Regions from separate parts of the Bos taurus genome. Here region 2 is linked to region 1. The links are chromatin contacts, called in public Hi-C maps. All regions are on one chromosome and are shown on one strand. The core of a region is the stretch at or near the end of the contact, and the rest is flanking DNA. Distances in the headings are between cores, read along the strand shown. Region 1 overlaps SEMA4B (semaphorin 4B). Region 2 holds the start of NGRN (neugrin, neurite outgrowth associated).

Region 1 (2,848 bases), core at 99-2,598:
ATGGGAAGCCGCTGTGTAGCACAAGGAGCCCAGCTCAGTGCTCAGCGATGACTTCCAGGGGTGGGAACTGGAGGTGGGTGGGAGGTCCAAGAGGGAAGGGTCTGTGTACACATATAGCTGATTGACTTTGTTGTACAGCAGAAATTAACAACACTGTAAAGCAACTATACTCCAATTTAAAAGAAAAAAAAAAAGGAAGTGTGATGGAAGGCCAACTCAGGAGGTCTCCTCCCTGGACTCCCGTCTACAAACTGCAGCAAAACTACCTGGAAGACCTACACTCTAGATCCACGAGCTGACCCTGAAGACTCTGACGATGCTGGCCCGTGATGGGGCCTGAGAACATGCAAGGTTTTGAATCTCCCAGGGGATTCTGAAGTAGGAGGCTCATGGAGCACACTTTGAGAAGCACCATGTTTGTAGGGCAGGGTAGATGCCATCTCACCAAACTGGAGTTTTCTCATAATGGGGATAATGAAAACAAAACTCACAGCGGGCTCACAAGGAGTCAGTGAGGCCAGAGCAAATGGCCACTGCAGTCCCTCGTCTTTTATTTTAGTATTTTTTATTTATTTTTAATTAATTAGTTTCCGGCTGCACTGGGTCTTCGCTGCCGTGTGGGCTTTCTCCAGGTGCAGTGAGTGGGGGTATTCTCTAGTTGCAATGCACAGGCTTCTCACAGACCAAGATTTCTTGCTGCAGAGCACAGGCTCTTAGAGCGCACGGGCTTCAGTAGTCCTGCGCACAGGCTCAGTTGCCCCGAGCCATGTGGAATTTTTACAGACCAGGGATCGAACCCATGTCCCCTGCATTGGCAGGCAGATTCTTAACCAGTAGACCACCAGGGAAGCCCCCTCCTCATCCTTTCACAGCGCTCCAGTTTCCTGACAGTGAGGGCTTATCTGCCTACAGAGGAGGCGCATTTCTACCGAGGCAGCAGGTCCCCGTAAGCCTGGGCAGAGGCTGCTCTTGCAATCTGTCCACACACAGGAATGCCAAAGGTCAGAGATAAGCTTTAGTCCAGGTGGCAGCTCAGCCTTGCTCAGGCCTGGGGGCATGGGGGGCGGGGAGACTTGCCAAGGGTCACAGCCAGGTGGGAGGGGCAGCCGAGGCGCCAGCTGCCCAGCCCTGGTCCAGCCCCGCCCTCCAAACTCACCAGCTGCCCAGGAGCCCCCACACCTCCTTCGTCATACTGGGAGTCAATGCAAGTGCCACGGGACAGAAAACACCCTGAAGAAGCAGGCGAGGGGTCCTCTCACACGCATTCCCATTCTGGGGATCCTGTCCCTCGCTCCCTCCGCCCCACGTCTCTCAAACTCAAAGCACCACGGTATCCTGAAGGCCTGCCCATCCACAATCCCTCTTGCCCTGTGGCCTTCACCAGGGTCAGTCAGTGGGGCTCGCTTGCCAGCTGGGAGTGTCAGCAAGCCAGAAGTTAAAAGCACAGACTCAGAAGGACTTCGCAGGTGGTCCGTGGCTAAGACTCCGTGCTTCCAATGCAGGGGGCCTGGGTTCGATCCCTGGTCAGAGGACTAGATTCCTACATGCTGCAACTGAAACCCAGCACTGCCAAATAAATAAACAGCACAGACTCAGAGACCTGGGCTCAACTCCTGCCTCTGTTACTTACTGTCTGTGTGCCACTAGGACCAGCCACTTCAAATCTGCTGCCGCTTTTGCTAAGTCGCTTCAGTCATGTCCGACTCTGTGTGACCCCAGAGACGGCAGCCCACCAGGCTCCCCCGCCCCTGGGATTCTCCGGGCAAGAATACTGGAGTGGGTTGCCATTTCCTTCCAATGCATGAAAGTGAAAAGTGAAAGGGAAGTCGCTCAGTCGTGTCCGACTCCTAGCGACCCCATGGACTGCAGCCTACCAGGCTCCTCCATCCATGGGATTTTCCAGGCAAGAGCACTGGAGTGGGGTGCCATTGCCTTCTCCACACTTCAAATCTAGGCACCCTGTTTTCTTTATCTGTGAAATGAGGATAATAGCACCTTGCCTCTCAGGGTAGTTACAAGAAATGAGATTAGACACGTAAATAGTAATACATGTAATAACCCACATTTACTGAAAGCTTCGCTCAAAACAACTTTGCACATGTTATCACGGTGTTGGCACGGTGTCTGGCGCATGATCAACACTCCAGCAGATCAAAAACAAAATCAGAAAGCCCTGCAGGAAAATCCAGCCTGGCGAGAGCTGCCAGAGAAGCAGGGCTGTTTGGAAGAGCTGGGCTTCCCTGGTCCTCACCCTGGGCGCCTCTAACCTCGGCCTGTGCCGAGCCAGCGAGGGTCTCACAGCCAAGCAGAGGGCGTGGGCTCAGACAGGGCCTGGGGTCACAGGCCCGTGTGGTGTGTGTGCGTGTGTGCGTGCGCGCACTCTGGTTCCTACTCAGTGGTGTTCTGAGTGGAGTTCCTGCCTGAGCTTGCCTCTGTGTGTGTATGCGTATGTCTGTGTGTGTATACACCCTACTGCAGGGCTTGTCCGTGCTTGAGCGTTCGCTCCGGGGTGCCATCTGCAGAGGTGACTGAAGGGGGGAGGGTGTTTATGCACTCAGCTTCCCGAGTGCTGGGGCACAGGGTCAGTCTTAGCGTCTGCCCTACCCTGTGTGTGGCAGAGAGTGTCCTGTGCTGCTCAGACACCCTCCACGTCCTCTGCCCAGCGGGTTAGTCCGGTGCAGAGAAGGTCGGGCTGCCTAAAGATGTGGCTGGTTCTCCCAGGTGGGATGAAACCTTCCCATCCAGCCTAGGGCCGGCCTGAGCCAGTGGCTTCTCCAGGGCTCCAAGATGGTGAGATGGGGGCTGGCCTGGGCGGGGGAGTGCAGCTTGGGCTTGTCAGGGCTACCTG
Region 2 (2,700 bases), core at 172-2,671, 35 kb before region 1:
GACAGGTAAGAAGATGGAAGGGTTAAAAATGCTGGCATTCAAGACGAGAGGAAGCTGACAGAAGAGAGTTGTTGTAGGCTCATAAAATCTTGATCATCTCTATAAATCCCCCTGATTCTAAGTCTCAACTCCAGAATTATTCTGGTGAGAATGAAAAACGGAACATGACCTTCGGAAGACTATTTAGCAATATTTATCAAAATGCAAATTCATTTAGCTTTGGCTTCAGTAACCCTACTTCTGAGAATGTGTATAATGCTTCTGGCAGATATGGACATTGATGGGTACACAAGGTCATGCACTAGGGCACTATTTGTTACAGTGAGTGGGTGGGAACAATTCAAACGCCCACCATAAAAGACCAGTAATATAAACTACAATTTATTAAGCATCTACAAATGAGAATGAGGCGCTCTCTCTTGGGAAGTTGAAAGATCTTCGGAATATATTAAATGAACAAGTAAAGTGTAGAAAAGTTATTTATAAATTGTTTGAGACTACGAAAGTGAAAATAAAATTCTACATTCACATGGGCTTGCTTCTATGTGCAGAAGGAAACCTAGATAGTGACACAAGAAAACTATTAATATTTTAATAGTATTTCTATCCACAGGAGACTAGGAGGGTTAACACTTCTCAACACATACGCAGTTATACTGCTTTAATTTTGAGCCATATGTAATGCACTATGTATTCAAAACAAAAATCTTAATAGTCTTACCGGATCTGCTCCATGGCTTCCCACGTCAGGGTCCTGGGTGGGGCACCTGACGCCTCCATTTGCCTTCGAATTTTCTGGAACCGGATGGCTTTTTTCTGTCGTTTCAGGGCGCTGGGGGAGAGAACCAATGGCAGAAACCATGCATAGACGCTAGATGGGTGGTTTAAGAGCCTTGGGGTCAGTCACAGAGCGTCCAGCGCACTTCACTTTGCAAACACTACGTGGCCATGTCGGCCAGCCAGAACACCGCCCCAGAAGTCTAACACCAAGAACAGCAGCCCATAAGCTGTTGCTGAATTCTTCAGTCGGGTGATGAAATACGTCCTTGGTGAAAGGACCTGTGGTCCCAAAGGATCTAACACCTGCCCCTGCGTCCCTAAAAACGGGTGAGAAGGGCTGCTGCAGGACGCCCAGCGCCAACCGGGCGCGGACAAGGGCGCCCAGACCGAGGCCCTGCTTCAGGCTGAGGGCCCGGGAAGGAGTCGGTACCTCTCCACCTCCTGCAGTTCTCGCTCCTCCGGTTCCCAGTCGAAATCGGGGTCCGGCTCTCGGCTGGTAGAGCCCGGGATGGTCACCCTCCGGGTAGCAAACCCACTGCGAGCAACCGCTGCGCAGACACGCCCGCCCAGCAAAACGTTCGGGGAAAACGCCATGTTTACAAAAACCCCCTTCACGACCCACGGACTGGCAGCACCGGAAGCCAGGGACTGAACCGGAAGTACGCAGGGGGGGAAAGCTCGGGGACGTAGCGGTTCTTTCCGGCTTCAGGCTGAGGGCGTGGCTTTTGGGTTTAAACCGCTCGGTGGCCCAGCCCTCCCGATAATAACTACGGGGCGCGGGGAGGGCGAGTGTTTTCCCTGCAACTCCCGGAACCGGAATGAGGTAGAGGACGCTCCTACCAAACGCGATAAATTTTAAACACGAGCTCATTGGCCAAGAGACGCCCCTTTACCCTAAGGGCTGCCCAGGCCGGCTTGCCTCCGCCACGGTCACAGGAAGGGCGTCCCCTCAGCGGTTCTCTGATGGCGACAGCCCCGAGCTATGGGAACTGGACTCCTCTGGGAAACGGATTTCTTGTCGCCTGGATGACCTCTAGCCCAGGGCTGCACCCAGAGTACAGATTTAGCGGTAAATCCAGGCTAAGGTTTGAAGGACGGAGAAGACAAGTTGTTAAGTCAGCCTAACGAATTGATCCTTTTGAACTGTGGTGTTGGAGAAGACTCTTGCGAGTTCCTTGGACTGCAAGGAGATCAAACCAGTTAACCCTAAAGTTAATCAGCCCTGAATATTCATTGGAAGGACTGATCCTGAAGCTGAAACTCCAATACTTGGGCCACCTGATTCAAAGGACTGACTCACTGGAAAAGGCCCTGATGCTGGGAAAGATTGAAGGCGGGAGAAGAAGGGGACAACAGAAGATGAGGTGGTTGGATGGCATCACTGACTCGATGAACATGAGTCTGAGTAAGCTCCAGAAGTTGGTGATAGACAGGGAAGCCTGGCATGCTGCAGTCCACTGAGTCACAAAGAGTCGGACTTGACTGAGTGACTGAACTGAACGAGATCCAGGGGCTGGGAGCAAATTGCGAGAACCATCGTCAGAGTGAAAACTGCAACCCTAAATATCCTCTGATGCCCAGTCATTTGAGAGATGAGCTGGTGCTTCACTCTCATACTTGAAGTTGGTCAGACTGATGGCCAGGGTTCTGGAATGGAGGAAGAGCAGAAATCAGGGAGAGAGAGAAAAGGAACTGCGGTACCAGACACCCAGATGAAGAGACAGCCCACAGATTCATTTTCTCTAGAAGCCACTTAAAGGAAAGACCGTGCATGCTAAGTGGCTTCAGTCGTGTCCAACTGTTTTTGCAACATTATGGACTGTAGCCCTCCAGGCTCCTCTTTCGCTGGGATTCTCCAGGCAAGAATACTGGCATGGGTTGCCATGTCCTCCACCAATGGATGTTCCAGACTCAGGATCA

What was found. Hi-C and Micro-C count contacts between places; a contact is called where the count stands out from the background.
Region 2: a Hi-C map of liver shows a contact between it and region 1, with 2.1 times the contacts expected there. The contact joins the promoter of NGRN here to the enhancer-like site in region 1. A contact is called at or near these places in 2 of 11 Hi-C or Micro-C datasets (liver and skin fibroblasts).

The regions. Positions count from the first base shown.
Region 1 is chr21:21,599,106-21,601,953 of ARS-UCD2.0, reverse strand. All of the region lies in intron 4 of SEMA4B (semaphorin 4B), which reads right to left. Among named protein-coding and RNA genes, the nearest start is that of CIB1, 21 kb to the left of the region's middle. Within about 2 kb of position 1,348, at least 20 of the 102 cell types and tissues checked have an H3K27ac peak or open chromatin away from gene starts, as enhancers often do. A contact at or near this core is called in liver, where this site is marked.
Region 2 is chr21:21,634,317-21,637,016 of ARS-UCD2.0, reverse strand. NGRN (neugrin, neurite outgrowth associated) reads right to left here and starts at 1,421. Exons shown (of 2, transcript NR_028054.1): 1 at 722-1,421. It also overlaps a transcript of GDPGP1 not described here.